4 separate regions of the Mus musculus genome follow, and all the other regions are linked to region 1. Evidence: chromatin contacts called from public HiChIP or PLAC-seq and promoter capture Hi-C data. All regions are on one chromosome and are shown on one strand. Each heading gives the region's core, a stretch centred on a gene start, on an enhancer-like site or on the middle of the called end of the contact. The rest is flanking DNA. Distances are from core to core; before and after follow the strand shown. Region 1 holds the start of Tbc1d24 (TBC1 domain family, member 24). Region 2 holds the start of Unkl (unkempt family like zinc finger). Region 3 holds the start of 6330415G19Rik (RIKEN cDNA 6330415G19 gene). Region 4 holds the start of Msrb1 (methionine sulfoxide reductase B1).

Evidence for each region. Promoter capture Hi-C pulls out the DNA fragments that hold promoters and counts their contacts. HiChIP or PLAC-seq counts read pairs in DNA pulled down with a chosen protein or histone mark.
Region 2: an HNF4G HiChIP or PLAC-seq map of pancreatic cancer cells shows a contact between it and region 1. The contact joins the promoter of Unkl here to the promoter of Tbc1d24 in region 1. A contact is called at or near these places in 1 of 39 promoter capture datasets (pre-B cells) and 1 of 115 datasets of contacts at active chromatin or transcription factors (pancreatic cancer cells).
Region 3: a promoter capture Hi-C map of cranial neural crest shows a contact between it and region 1. The contact joins the promoter of 6330415G19Rik here to the promoter of Tbc1d24 in region 1. A contact is called at or near these places in 1 of 39 promoter capture datasets (cranial neural crest) and 1 of 115 datasets of contacts at active chromatin or transcription factors (pancreatic cancer cells).
Region 4: a contact with region 1 is called in a promoter capture Hi-C map of liver, with 3 times the contacts expected there. The contact joins the promoter of Msrb1 here to the promoter of Tbc1d24 in region 1. A contact is called at or near these places in 4 of 39 promoter capture datasets (fetal liver, liver and pre-B cells), 1 of 484 Hi-C or Micro-C datasets (liver) and 1 of 9 other capture datasets (liver).

Annotation. Positions count from the first base shown.
Region 1 is chr17:24,204,011-24,207,100 of GRCm38.p6, reverse strand. Tbc1d24 (TBC1 domain family, member 24) reads left to right here and starts at 1,539. Exons shown (of 8, transcript NM_173186.4): 1 at 1,539-1,627. Ntn3 (netrin 3) reads left to right here. Exons shown (of 6, transcript NM_010947.3): 6 at 154-3,090. The coding sequence ends at 503.
Region 2 is chr17:25,186,777-25,189,866 of GRCm38.p6, reverse strand. Unkl (unkempt family like zinc finger) reads right to left here and starts at 1,467. Exons shown (of 15, transcript NM_001197024.1): 1 at 1,375-1,467; 2 at 192-401. The coding sequence starts at 1,451. BC003965 (cDNA sequence BC003965) reads right to left here. Exons shown (of 2, transcript NM_183150.2): 2 at 2,205-3,090. Gm52286 (a long non-coding RNA gene) reads left to right here and starts at 397. Exons shown (of 2, transcript XR_003952239.1): 1 at 397-751; 2 at 858-1,813.
Region 3 is chr17:23,549,273-23,552,362 of GRCm38.p6, reverse strand. 6330415G19Rik (RIKEN cDNA 6330415G19 gene) reads right to left here and starts at 1,564. Exons shown (of 2, transcript NR_126484.1): 1 at 1,463-1,564. n-TRccg2 (a tRNA gene) reads left to right here and starts at 2,028; the gene lies at 2,028-2,100. It also overlaps the pseudogene Casp16.
Region 4 is chr17:24,735,008-24,738,097 of GRCm38.p6, reverse strand. Msrb1 (methionine sulfoxide reductase B1) reads right to left here and starts at 1,505. Exons shown (of 5, transcript NM_013759.3): 1 at 1,336-1,505. The coding sequence starts at 1,390. It overlaps Rpl3l (ribosomal protein L3-like), which reads right to left. Exons shown (of 10, transcript NM_001163945.2): 8 at 2,586-2,681; 9 at 2,257-2,376; 10 at 1,955-2,098. The coding sequence ends at 2,042.

The DNA of each region.
Region 1 (3,090 bases), core at 290-2,789:
GGGCTTTGGCAGCTATGTCTTAAGTGTACCTCCCTCTAGTGGGTGACCTCTTCATGTCTCTCCTAAGCCATTTGGACATTCTATGCTTCTCTATACAGACCCCTCCGGCCCTGCCCCACTTAACCTGATCGCTTTTCCACGCCCCCCCCGCAGCGGTGCAGGTGGCAGTGGGTGCACGCGGTGAGGCCCGCGGCTCGTGGACACGCTTTCCGGTAGCGGTGCTTGCTGTGTTCCGCAGCGGCGAGGAACGCGCTCGACGCGGGAGCAGCGCGCTGTGGGTACCAACTCTAGACGCGGCCTGCGGTTGCCCGCGCCTCCTGCCCGGCCGGCGTTACTTGCTGCTGGGAGGTGGGCCGGGGGCTGCAGCTGGGAGCACAGCGGGCCGGGGACAGGGGCTCAGTGCTGCCCGTGGAAGCCTCGTGCTGCCTTGGAGAGACGCCTGGACCCGGCGCCTGCGGAGGCTGCAGAGGAGAGAGCGGCGGGGGCGCTGCGGGACCGCCTGAATCTGCAAGCTGGGCGTGGACTGGGCGGACTCAGCTCTCTTATCACTGGGCGCGGCGCGTTCATCAGAGCACTAGGCTGGAAGTGTCACGTGCATCGCCATCTAATTTCCCCCTACCCCCATCCCCGCTTGAAACCTATTTGGCGATACCCTACCCCCAACTTAGAGGAGTATGATGGCCCCTAAGAGCTATCTGGAGGCTCCTAGGGCAGCTCAGAGGACCCTGATCTTATCCCTCTTGGCTGATACCCGACGTCTCTTAAAGGTGTGAACCCGCCTATTCCCAGGGGATGCTAGGATGATCCCTCTGGGGTTTGAGCACATCCCACGGGCCAATGTGATTCATCAACTCTCTGATGCTGTGATACACTAGAGTTCTCCAACCTCTCCAAAACCACTGTTGCCACCATAATTGCCTGTACACCGCTGCAGGGGCTGTGGCTCAATTGCACAGCCAAGACAGCGACGTCTCTGCCCTCCAGCCGGGAATGTACAAAGAGTATTGTAGGCTCCCCTGTCCAGTGTCATGGATCTTGTCCCCATATCCATTCTGGCCTGCCTCTGCCGGTCACGTGACCGTGTCCCCATCCGCAGCTGCATCACTGCCTGTGTCCCATATCTTTCTTGTTCCGTTGTACCCTTTTCTGGGGTCCATCCAGCTGTCGCTTTCTACCACGACTCCTACCAGTCTTGGCCTCTTGGCTCCATGACACAGGTCCTGCCCCTAGCTAGGAGCCCTACACTCTATCCGCTCAAGACTGGACGTCGAGAAGGGGCAGATCAGGTCCACGTGTGACCGGACCAGAGGCGACTTCCACGGGCAGCCGTCGGAGTTCTAGTCGTCCGTGACTTTGCCTTACACCAGGCGCTAGGGTCCCCACCTCTTTAGGCGAGCCCCCGCCCCTTAGCGCGGGAACCGCTGTTTGGCTAGCGCATGCTCCCGACTTGGCCGCCGCCGGGCGCAAATGCGCATGCTCAGAGCCGGCAGCACTGAGACGCGGGGCACTCGGGGTGGGCAGCCCGCAAGCGCGTGCTTGTGGGGCGGGGCCGCCTACGCGCGTGCGCAGAAAGTCCAGTGCGGTCCAGCGGAGAGCCGAAGGGAGAGGTGCGGTGCGGCGCGCCGAGGTGGGTGCGCGGCGGGGGCGTGGCGGCTGGACGCGGGGTGTGGGGGTGTCACTGCCACGGTGCGCTGACCGGCGGCACGGATGTACTGAGGGAGGGGGGCACGGGTTGTGCTCCGTGTCTTGGTCGCTGCGGGTTAGGGGGCTCCAGAGTCTAATGCTGCGTGCGTGACGTGGGCCCCGGAGTCAGAACCCTTTGGGCAGGCCCGGCTTTCCTCGATCATCCCTGCCTTCTCTGGGCTCTGTGTCGTGGGCAAGAACTGCCTCTGTGTCAACCTTCCCTTGGGGCACTTTCCGTCCCTGCGGAATAGGAAATCCTCTTTCTGTATTCGTTCGAAATTGCAGCAGTGTTCATATACCTTTGCCCTCGGAGACCTGCAACAACCCAGGCCCTTCACTTGCCAAAGATGACACAACTGCCCACCTGAAGCTTAGGGACTTTCCCAGCCTGAGAGCCCTATCCAGCCAGTGTCCCTGACATGCCTTGGTCACCTGTGCCTTAGCTTGGCCCTGTGCTTCAGGAGTTTTGAATAACAGCTGGAGGGCAGAGCTGGCACCACACGGGGTGGGCTGCACATGACAGAAGTCAGTCTGCTGGGTGCTGGCAGCCTGACCACAGATTTTCCTTGACAGACCTGACTCAGTTCAGAAATAGTGCTCTGGCCTTCTTGGATGGGGACTCACTGGGCTAACTTTAAAGGCCAAAGATTGTCTAGCCCAGCCCGGACATATGCAGGCATAGGTTGGCCATTTGGGCGGTTGTGTTGCTGTCTTTCCAAGGTAAATAAAGGATTTTCCTTGTCTCACCATGTTCTGCTGGAAGGTCAGCAAGCTACTCCCAGGCAGTTGGTACAACTGTCCCATGGCATGCGTTGCCATGTCATCTACTTGGGGACAATGACTCCATTCTCATTTTCACACCCCTGTCCCCAATAGGCACCTGTCATTGTTCACTGAATTGTTGTGGAGATGGCTGTATTTGTGTTCTCTCAAGCTCTATCTGATGTCAGTTCTGGGTTGGTGTCAAGACCAACCCAGACGACAAATGGTTAAGAAATTTCAAATATTTGATAGTGACCATTCATATTGAGTGCTATGAGGGCTCTGTGTGCTTCCTTGATGATTAATCCTCACCTAATCTCCCCAGTACTCAGATAAAGACTTAGGGTAGTGACAGCTGTATTTAGAATCTAGTCTGCGTGTGGATAGGCCTGGAGCCACATCGTGTTGTCCCTGTTCCCCCATGGTCTGGCATTCAGTTAGCCAGGCACTCTCTTAAGTGCTTGTTGGAGGGAATAAAGATGCCACTTTTTGAATGCTACATGTCAACTAGTGAACTAGCAATGTAGTGGCTTTTGGCTGGATTAAGGGTGACCTTTTGGGTTTGCAGAAGTACTCTAGTAATCTAGGTAGGGTTTTCATAACAACAATCAAATTTACCTCCCTGGGAGTGCAAACTCACCTGCC
Region 2 (3,090 bases), core at 218-2,717, 980 kb before region 1:
GGCCAAGACAGGTATCACTATGAGTTTGAGGCCAGTCTGGTCTACATACAGTGTTTCAGGACAGCCAGGCCTTCATAAAGACACCCTGTCTCAAAAAAACAAAAAACCAGAAACCTCAAAAACCTGTTGATCAGAGAGTCAACACCAATCCTGAGGAAAGACCATGAGCCACCCACCGGAACCCCACTTACTCATCACCATCGGGACACAGGCCGGTGGCCTCATCGTACTTGGAGCAGTATATGTCCGGGCTGTAGTTGAAGGTGCCATCGCGTCGTCGGAGCGGTCTGCGACGACGCTGATTTAGGAAATGCCAATGGAAACAGGTGAACGGCCTGTGCTGGCTGCACTTATGCTGCAAAAACAGGGAGCACTGCTCTGTCCTAAACTCCTTTAGATACCTAAAAAGACAAACAGCGTTGCGGGCCGCAGCCACCGCCGGCTGGAGGCCCCTGGGATGCGGCGGGGCAGGGTCCCAGACGAGAAGCATCCCCCACCCCCGGCAATACACACACACACACACACACACACACACACACACACTGAGCGATCCTGACTGCCATGGCCCGGTACCCTCCTTTTTTAAAAGCACCCCGGGTGTCACTTCCCAACTCGGAGACCAGGTAACTCCAGTCAGGCAGACTCTCCGTTCCCTGACCCCAAATACCACTTCCCAGTCCCCAGATAAGAAGATTCCCGGACACGAGGCATAGACCTCCTCTTAGCAGGCCATCACCAACTCTGATCCCAGGTAACTCTACAGAAGTACACTCCATTCTCTGCCCCCTTCTAGTCCCTGACCCCTGGAGCCACCTCTCAATCCTCAGTCCCGGTCTCCCGCTCGACTACCTTCATAGGTTCCAGATGGACTGCAAGCGCCACCCGCCCACACCAGGCGCAACCCCTCTTCTGCGCCGCAGAAACGACCCCCGGGCTCACAACCAAGCGGCCACCGGACTCTAGGTGCGGCTCCGCCCCCAGCCCAGAGGTCACCCCAGACCCCGGAACCGCCTCTCAACCTCAGGCAGCGACTGCTCGAGTCCGGATGGCCGTGCGCCCACCTCCAGCCCAGGCGCGGCCCTGAGCTACGAACGCAGGCGCTGTTCCCCAGACTCCAGTCTGGCGCGCGGGGTCGCCGGAGACCAGGAGCAAGTCCAGCCCCCAAGCCAGGGGTCACCGAAAACCCTGGGCGCTGCCACTCCACCTTAGGCGGCGGCCCGCGCCTGGACGGCGTGACCCGCAAGAGCTGGCGGCGGGGGCGCGGGCGCGGGCGGGGCGCACCCACAGCGGCGACACCGGGGCCCGTGGCGCACGCGGGCCGCTGCTTTGCGCCGCAGCGCCCAGAAGGCCACGGACCGCAGCCCAGGCACTGACCTGTAGTGGGTTGGTTTCTCTGTCTGCGGGGGGGACCCGCTCAGCGCCGCCGCCGCCGCTTTCGAAACCGACGGCATTTTCAGTCAAAACAATGCAGCGCGCATGCGCCGCGCCGGCGCCCCCGGATCTCCCCCCCGCACCGAGCCCCCTGCGCCCCCCGCCGCGCCGGCCACACCCCCGGGCACGCCACGCCGGCCACGCCCCCACCGACCCCTCGCCCACGCGCGCTGTGCGGCGGGGGTGACACACAGGTTCTGCCGGCCCACCACGGCAGCAAGTTACAGGCGCAAGGCGGGACACGCCCGTTGGTGTAGAGTCCCCATGATGGCCTCTGCGTCCAGGGCTGCTGTTGGGCACAGGTTTCTTTGAACTGGAAAAAGTCTATAATTAGACTGTGACGATGGTCGCCCCTTTATTAAATTTGTGAATTTAAGGATAATCCGAGTGTGAATTCTGTTGAGCCACTTTTTTAAAAACACAGCGTAAGATGCTGCCAGATGAGCCCATCGGGTAAAGGATGTACAGGGTGGTCAGTAATCAGACTGATCTGGGGTCCGCAGAATGCTAACTGCACGTGGCGGGCAGGACTCGCAAGTGCTAGGATGAATTCGGGAGAACCCAGGGCTAGCATTCACTGGTGTGTAAAGTGACCACAGCTCCTCTGCTAACTGCGGGTGTGCTCTGAGGGATAAAGTCTGAGTAGCACAGCCACAAGTGTTCTGAAAGGAATGGGCAGAAAAGAGAGGGATGTTTTCAGAAAGGAGGATTACAGAAAACCTATCCCATTTCCAGAAACACGATCTAAAATATTAACAGAGAGACATACACGGTCCAGGTATGTATGCTATATTTTAAAGTACTAGTAAGGTAAAATTACCATTTGCTGGTAGGATTACTGACTTCTTCATATGACATTTTTGTAGACAAATTCTTTGAGTTGTTGACAACTTTGGAGAGTGAGTTGGTTTGGTTTGGGTGCTAGAGGTAGAACCCGGAGCCATGTGCGTGCCCGGACCCAGGTCCATGCCGGCTAAGCACTTATCCCTGAGCATTTCCCCTAGCCCACAGACCCTGAAGTTAACTTAGTTTAAAGGACTTATTTTAATGGTTGCACAAGCATGTGGATGGATAGTGAGCTGTAGGCAGTCCCAGCAAACAGAAACATTGTTTTTTCAAAGATCAAATAGAAGAATGAGCAAGCAGGGAAGGGCAGACAGGGGAACCTACAGAGGAATAAATGTGTCTCAGACTGCTGAGGGATAGGGAATGAAAACTAGGTCAACCCCCAAGTCCAGCCTGGAGAAACACACAAGACAACCTAAGGAATCTGAGAGAGAGAGAGGGAGAGAAAGAGAGAGAGAGGGAGAGAGAGAGAGAGAGAGAGAGAGAAGCTGGCTCTGTAAGGTGTGACAGAGAGCAAATAGCAGTGATGGTGGAACTCAGCGACCTTGACTGTGGACATGGGCAAAGGTCTCTCATCAAAAGATGTGTTTTATTCCTCTGCAGACATCACCTGTGACACCCACATAAGGGCCAGACGTGTCCTTTTATTGAAGCTGGTACTCGAGGGCTATGGCTCAGAACAGAACTAACAGGTTTTTATCTGTGTAACAGCTCACTTCCAACACTACTGAGCCTTTCCATTTTCAAGAGCTTACACAAAGTGGCTGTTGGGGCTGGAGAAATTGCTCACAGTGAATGGCTCCTCTTCCAGAG
Region 3 (3,090 bases), core at 315-2,814, 650 kb after region 1:
GGCGCCTGTCCACTGTTTGGTACCTAGCAAGTCCACAGTAAATATTTGTTGTACATTGATTATACCCAAATATTCACTCTACAAATATCGGCAACTTCTTCCTGATGCAAGAAGTCCCTGACCCTGTGCTGGTCTGAAGCCAGTTACCCAGAATGCTCTCTGCTTCCCCTCCTCACTTCTTCCACCCACAATAGGCCACTGAAGGTTGGGATGTCAGCCCAAGGTTGACTCTGACCCCATCCCCTCACCTAGGCTGTGTGGCTTATCGGGATGAAAAGGGCTCGGACTTTGTCCAGACACTGGTGGAGGTCATCAGAGCCAACCCTGGAAGAGATCTCCTTGAGCTGCTGACTGAGGTGTGAGGAACGGGGTTAGGAGGGGAGAAAGAGGGGCTGGATCTGTGGGAGTGTTCTCATTACCTTCCACTTAACCCAGGGAAAGGAGAAGCAAGGAGAAGGCTCTCTCTCTCTCTCTCTCTCTCTCTCTCCCTCCCTCCCTCCCTCCCTCCCTCCCTCCCTCCCTCCCTCCCTCCCTCCCTCCCTCTTGCCCTCACATCAAGAGATGCTCAAATACAGGGCACATTGGTCAGACAAACTCAGCAGCAGCTATTACATACACTAAATAAAGTTCAGGAGAGGAGGACACCAGAAGCCATTGGGAGGAGGGGACTGAGGTGGGGGGTATACTGGGAAGTAGAAGGAGCCAGCAGGGGGTGCAGGAAGGGAGGTGCCACTGGGTTGTTACAGAATAGGGTCAGTTCATTTGTACAGTTTTGCAGGCTAATAGGGAGGTCCTCTTCTTGTGTTGAGGTCAGGGTGGGCAATGCTGGTCTGGCTGATTATATGATTATATATATGGGGTGGGGAGCCTTTCCCTTTGGGTGGGGGACTTTTTGGTTGAGAGCAAGGAGCTCATGTAAAACTGCTGGGTTAGTATTAGGCTCAAAGATGATTAGGTAGCACTTGAAATTTTAGGCTTACAGAACAACAGACACAAGAGTCGGTCATTGAGGAGCATGCCTGTAGCTGGGAGGTAGTGGCAGGACCAGAGACTGAGACCAGCCTAGGATTCATAGACTATTTCAGAAAGTATCGACCTCTCCGCAAAAACCCCTCCAGCAGACAATGACTGCAGTGGGTGTGATGGACTGAGCCCCTCAGGGCCTAGCTGAGTGTCAACAGGGTCAACAGGCGGGTGTGTGAGCTGGACGTCCTGGGGCCAGACAGTGATGAGCTGTGCAAAGCCTGCCTGGAGATCCGCAGCTTGCTCAGGCGCCGGCTCTGTTTATAGGACGAGCAACCTCACCACTTCCCCTACATCCCCTCTTCACACCCTGTCATCGATGCAGCAGTTTGGGCGTGGGAGCTCACATAGCGCCAATAAATATGTATGTGTTCATGATCGGCGTGCTCCGGAAAATGTATGCTCTTTCTGAAATACGTGAGATAATGGGGAAAGTTACCTGGTAGTAGATAGGGGATCGACTGTGCTCTCGGGAACCAGAGGTTGAATCGGGTCTGTGCTTCCTGTCTGGGACTACGGAACCTCACAAGGCTGACCTGGATATGCTGGGAGAGGCTTAGGGAGAAAGAAGTTCTGGGAAGGATCATCTCCGGAACTATAACTCTCGCCTCGCTGAGTCCCTGATGCGGGCGGTCTCAATCTCCACATGGCGCTGGGGCCATGGAGTTGCCAGAGAGGCGAGCCAGCACGGGTCTGGAGACTGGAAAAGACAATTGTGGATACTTCAGTGACGTGATAGGGCAAGTTCATGTGGGTTGTCCCTGGTCTTGAGTTGAGGGCCAGCCAATGGAGGAGATCTGAAAGACGAGCCTCTAGGATCCGGAAGGGCTTCTGCTGACTGACTGCTCAGGAGTCTGATTATATCGGTTCAAACTTGTGGAGGCTCCTTTGAGACTGTCACTAAATAGATTGGCTCAATAGGTAGGATTTTTCTTTGGTTTAAGCATGCGCAGTAGGCGCTTGAATAAGTCTTATGGAGAGAGCTAAGGCCTGAGTCAGTGTAGGGCCGCGTGGCCTAATGGATAAGGCGTCTGATTCCGGATCAGAAGATTGGGGGTTCGAGTCCCTTCGTGGTCGCTGCGTGCATTTGCTTTTTAAAAACCTACCTTAAAATTTCCCATTCTCAAATTTGCTTTTCAAACTCTTGTCTGGTACCCCGGAAGGAAGACCAGCATGTTTGTATTAAGTAGGTGAAGTTATTATCTCAAGACAGACTACGAGCAGCTCGAATTAGTGCCAAGGAAAGGAACCGAATAGATGCTAGATTGGATTGCTTACGTGGTGGGTGGGAGGTGTCCCAAGGGAACGTTAAAGACATTTGATTAAAATAAAAAACTCAGTAGGCTATCTGGGTGAATGCAATTGTCACTGAACTGAACACTTGAAAATAACTAAAGCAGTAAATTCGGTTTATATGTCCACAGCTTTAAAATCCATGAAACAGTAAGAAAATTAGATTTCTTACAATGTCCAGGCACACCTGTAATGCCGGTATTTAGGAGGCGGAGGCAGGGGAATTAAAAGCCACTGGGCTACATGAGATCCTGTCTCAACAACAACAGAGGCGTCTCCTTACAGGTCCAGTGTAAATATAAATTTTTAAATAGCAAGAATATGTCCCAGATTGAGTTGACATTTAACCTGGTGTGTGTGTGTGGGATATCTCTATTTAAGGGATTCGGTCTAAGTGGAACCGTTGTCATCCCTACAACTCCCAGGAGAACCACAGAATGGGAGGGCGGGGTACCAGCTCACGTGACAGAGCCTTGTGCAGAATAATTTTCTCTTTAATGTTACAGTGGCTTAATAAAGCTTGCAAATATGTTATATCAGACACACACATGAGATAAAGGAGAGTCAAAAGGACACGAGGATAACGCAACTGGGCCGGAACCCACAAGCCTCAAGCCAAAACTCGACCTCAGGTTCTTCCGACTGTGCTGTTTAGTTGTTGCTGTTGTTGTTTAATTTACTTTAATTTTTTTGAGGGGGGTGGGTATCAAGTAAAATATATAGGCCAGTTGTATACTCTATAAAGAGAAAGCATGAAGACCTGTCCCTACCAAG
Region 4 (3,090 bases), core at 256-2,755, 530 kb before region 1:
ATCCCCTGGCATTACAAATGAACCACCACACCTAGATAACATTTTCACTTACAGACAAGACAATGGAAGCCAGTGCTGCAGACACACAATACAGTACGTGGCCAAGAGAAAACTCCCAGAAGTCGGATAGTGGCCTCCCTTTACCCTTAGACAAGCTCCACACAGTAGGGCTCCTAACTGCCAGTGTAACCACTTGGTCCTCTTTCTCAAGTGGGCATCTCTGCTAGTCAACAGTCTTGGATACCATGGATATCAGCTCCGGTCTTAGGAACAGACTGGCCCTAGAGGACAGTCTTCCAAGCCAAATAGGGAACCCCAGAAAACAGCAGCTGGGAAGAAAGGTTTCAACCTGTCCCCAAAAGATCACATGAGTGGAAGGGGTAAGGATGGTTGCAAAACTGAATTACATAACTGTTTGAAAGACTTAAAAATGGGAACCTGCAGGGTACTGAATCATCGGTCACCCACCACTTGAGGACAGACACCCTGGAGTCTGAACTGTTCTTTCAACCTGTATCAGGAACTGGAGAGGAAGCAAAACTGAGTGAGTGTCTAGCTTGCCAGGGTAGCCTGAGGGCAACTGGAGTGTTGTAGCCAAAAAGAATTCAAGGGAGGTCTCTTCCCAGCAACCCTGTATTACAACAACTGGCTTATAGAGGTGCCCATTGTCACAGCCCTGCCCTCTAGAGGACTGACATCTAACAAACAGATCCTGCCCCTGGAACGCCAGTGCCATAGTTTTTACCAAATTAGTCCAGATCAGCAGAACCCAGCAAGAAGGGAGCCAAGCAACGTCTCTCACAGTACTGGTCAAACTTCATTTATGCTGGCAAGAACCCATTGACAACCAACGCAGAGGACGGAGAGACATCTGGGACAGCACATTCCGGATTGAACAGCAAGTGCAGAGCTTGTCCGCTCATCCAAGCAAATCAGGGGTTGCAGGCGGGGGGGTGGGGTGGGCGAGGGGGTACATTGTCAGGGCAAATTCCAACACTGACCTTGGACCACATACCACCATCATTCCGCTCTAAAGTTCAGACCACTCTGACACCATCCGGTGGCATCACCCTTACGCATCTGGCCCAGAGAATCCCCCAGAGAGATCTACATTTGAAGTTCAAGGCCTGTCCCCCTCGAGAACAGAGTCTACCGGAATGTCCCTTCTCCTCTCAAGTCCTCCTGCTCCAGAATGCCCTGGCCACCCAGCTCCCCTCCTCCAAGTTCTTTTTTCCCAGGCTCGCTTCTCCTCGGCAACCACACTAGCCCAGTCCCGGTTCGGGAACTCCACAGCTCCCCAGGAGGCAATGTATGCTTTAATGCCACGGGGTGTACCTGGCTCGAAGTGATTCTGGAAAACCTCGCCTCCGAAGAAGCTGCAGAACGACATGGTCGCGACGGGACAGGCAAAAGCTCCCAGCCAGGTCCGGGTAAAACCCTAAGATCTGGACTCAAACCCGACCCAGTCCCAATAACCAATCACTTTCCGATTCGCCATAAGCCCCGCCCCTAGAGGGGACCAGTCACTCTTGGATTCCCCACGGCCGCCTCCTAGCAGCCCCGCCCTCAAGGAGTCTCTCCTCCCATAGGCCCTAAACCCCACCCATCCAGCCAAGTTTACCCAGAGATCACGTCCTTACTTCCGCCTCTAGAAGGCCCCGCCCAGGGAGCCGCTCCCAGGAAGCTTAGCTGTTAAGATGAAGGCCAAACCTATGCTAAGCTCCAGTACAGCGGCTAGGCTATAAACATTGGTACTAGCCAATGGTAGCTACTACTAATACCATTGTGCAACTGGCGTGGAGGCGCATCTACCCAGCTGTATCTATAGCCCTCTTATCTGGCGCTAAACCTTGCGCCCGCGTCTGGGATCACCCAACCTCCGACCCAGGCTTAAGATCTACATCAAGCCTCCCAGGGAATGTGGAAGAGAGACAGACACACAGAGACAGACAGAGAGAGTTGCCTCAGGACTTTATTGAACAAAAAGGACCGGACAGATAGCAAGAGTGCTACATCCCAGGTGTGCTCCATTCCAGACATCTTACATGTTTCCCAAGGTCTCCGGCTTCTCTTTCTCCAGATGTTTCTTTTGGGGACCCTGGTTAAGGTGAGGAGACAAGATGAGAGTTAGTCAGGAGAGTCAGTCAAGAAATACTACCTACGGCCAGTGCCAGGGCCACCTAGGGCCTGCTCTACTGGTTTGCTAAAAAGGCCCCTTCTTCTAGTTCCTCTCTGGAACAAGTGGGACTAGCTCACCATGAAGGCCCTCTTCTCCTGCGCTGTCTGAAAACATCCGTGGCCAAACTTAGAAGTGGTGTCAATGAACTTGAGCTCAATATTCTCCAGGGCCCTGCGGCTGTGGTGCACCAGAAGGGACTGGGTATCCAAGAGAGAAGAGATGTCAAGGACAGAGGGCCCCGACTCCTCCTGTGACCTCCAGTTCACACCAAGGAGGACTCAGTCAATCCCTCGCTCTTGCCAGACCCCCTTCCTTTACTCTCCCACCACACAACCCACCACAGAGCACGCTAAAGGACAGAACAGGCCACTGGAGTCCACTCCCCAGCTTGCCAAGCAGCACTGACCTTTCTCAGAGTGATCACTCGCTTCTTGGTACCTGCAATGCAGCCCTTTAACATGATGAAGTCATTGTTCACTTCCCCATAGTGGGGGAAGCCACCCTACAGGGAGACAGACCACACCAAGCCAGGAACAGGGCAGCCAAGTTAGGAGGCTGTAGTGGGAGGGAGCCCTATGCGCAGACCCCAGGGTGCAGGGACAATACCTTCCCACTGGGTCACTCCTCAGGGGGCAGTAACATCTCAACTGAATACTAAGTATCTTTCCTGTGTCATCTCATTTAACAATATGCCTTTTTGTGGGCACACTGATGCTCAGAAGTTTGGGTTTGCTGAGCACGGTGGTATACACTCGTAAATCCAGCACTTGAGAGGGGGATATGAGATCACTTTGAGTTGAAGGCCAGCTTGGGTACCAGAGAGAGCCTCACTAGAGAGCTCAGTTTGAAACATTCTAGACTAGCATGAGACCCTGTGTTCCATCCTGAGCACTACCTTAATAAACGGCTTT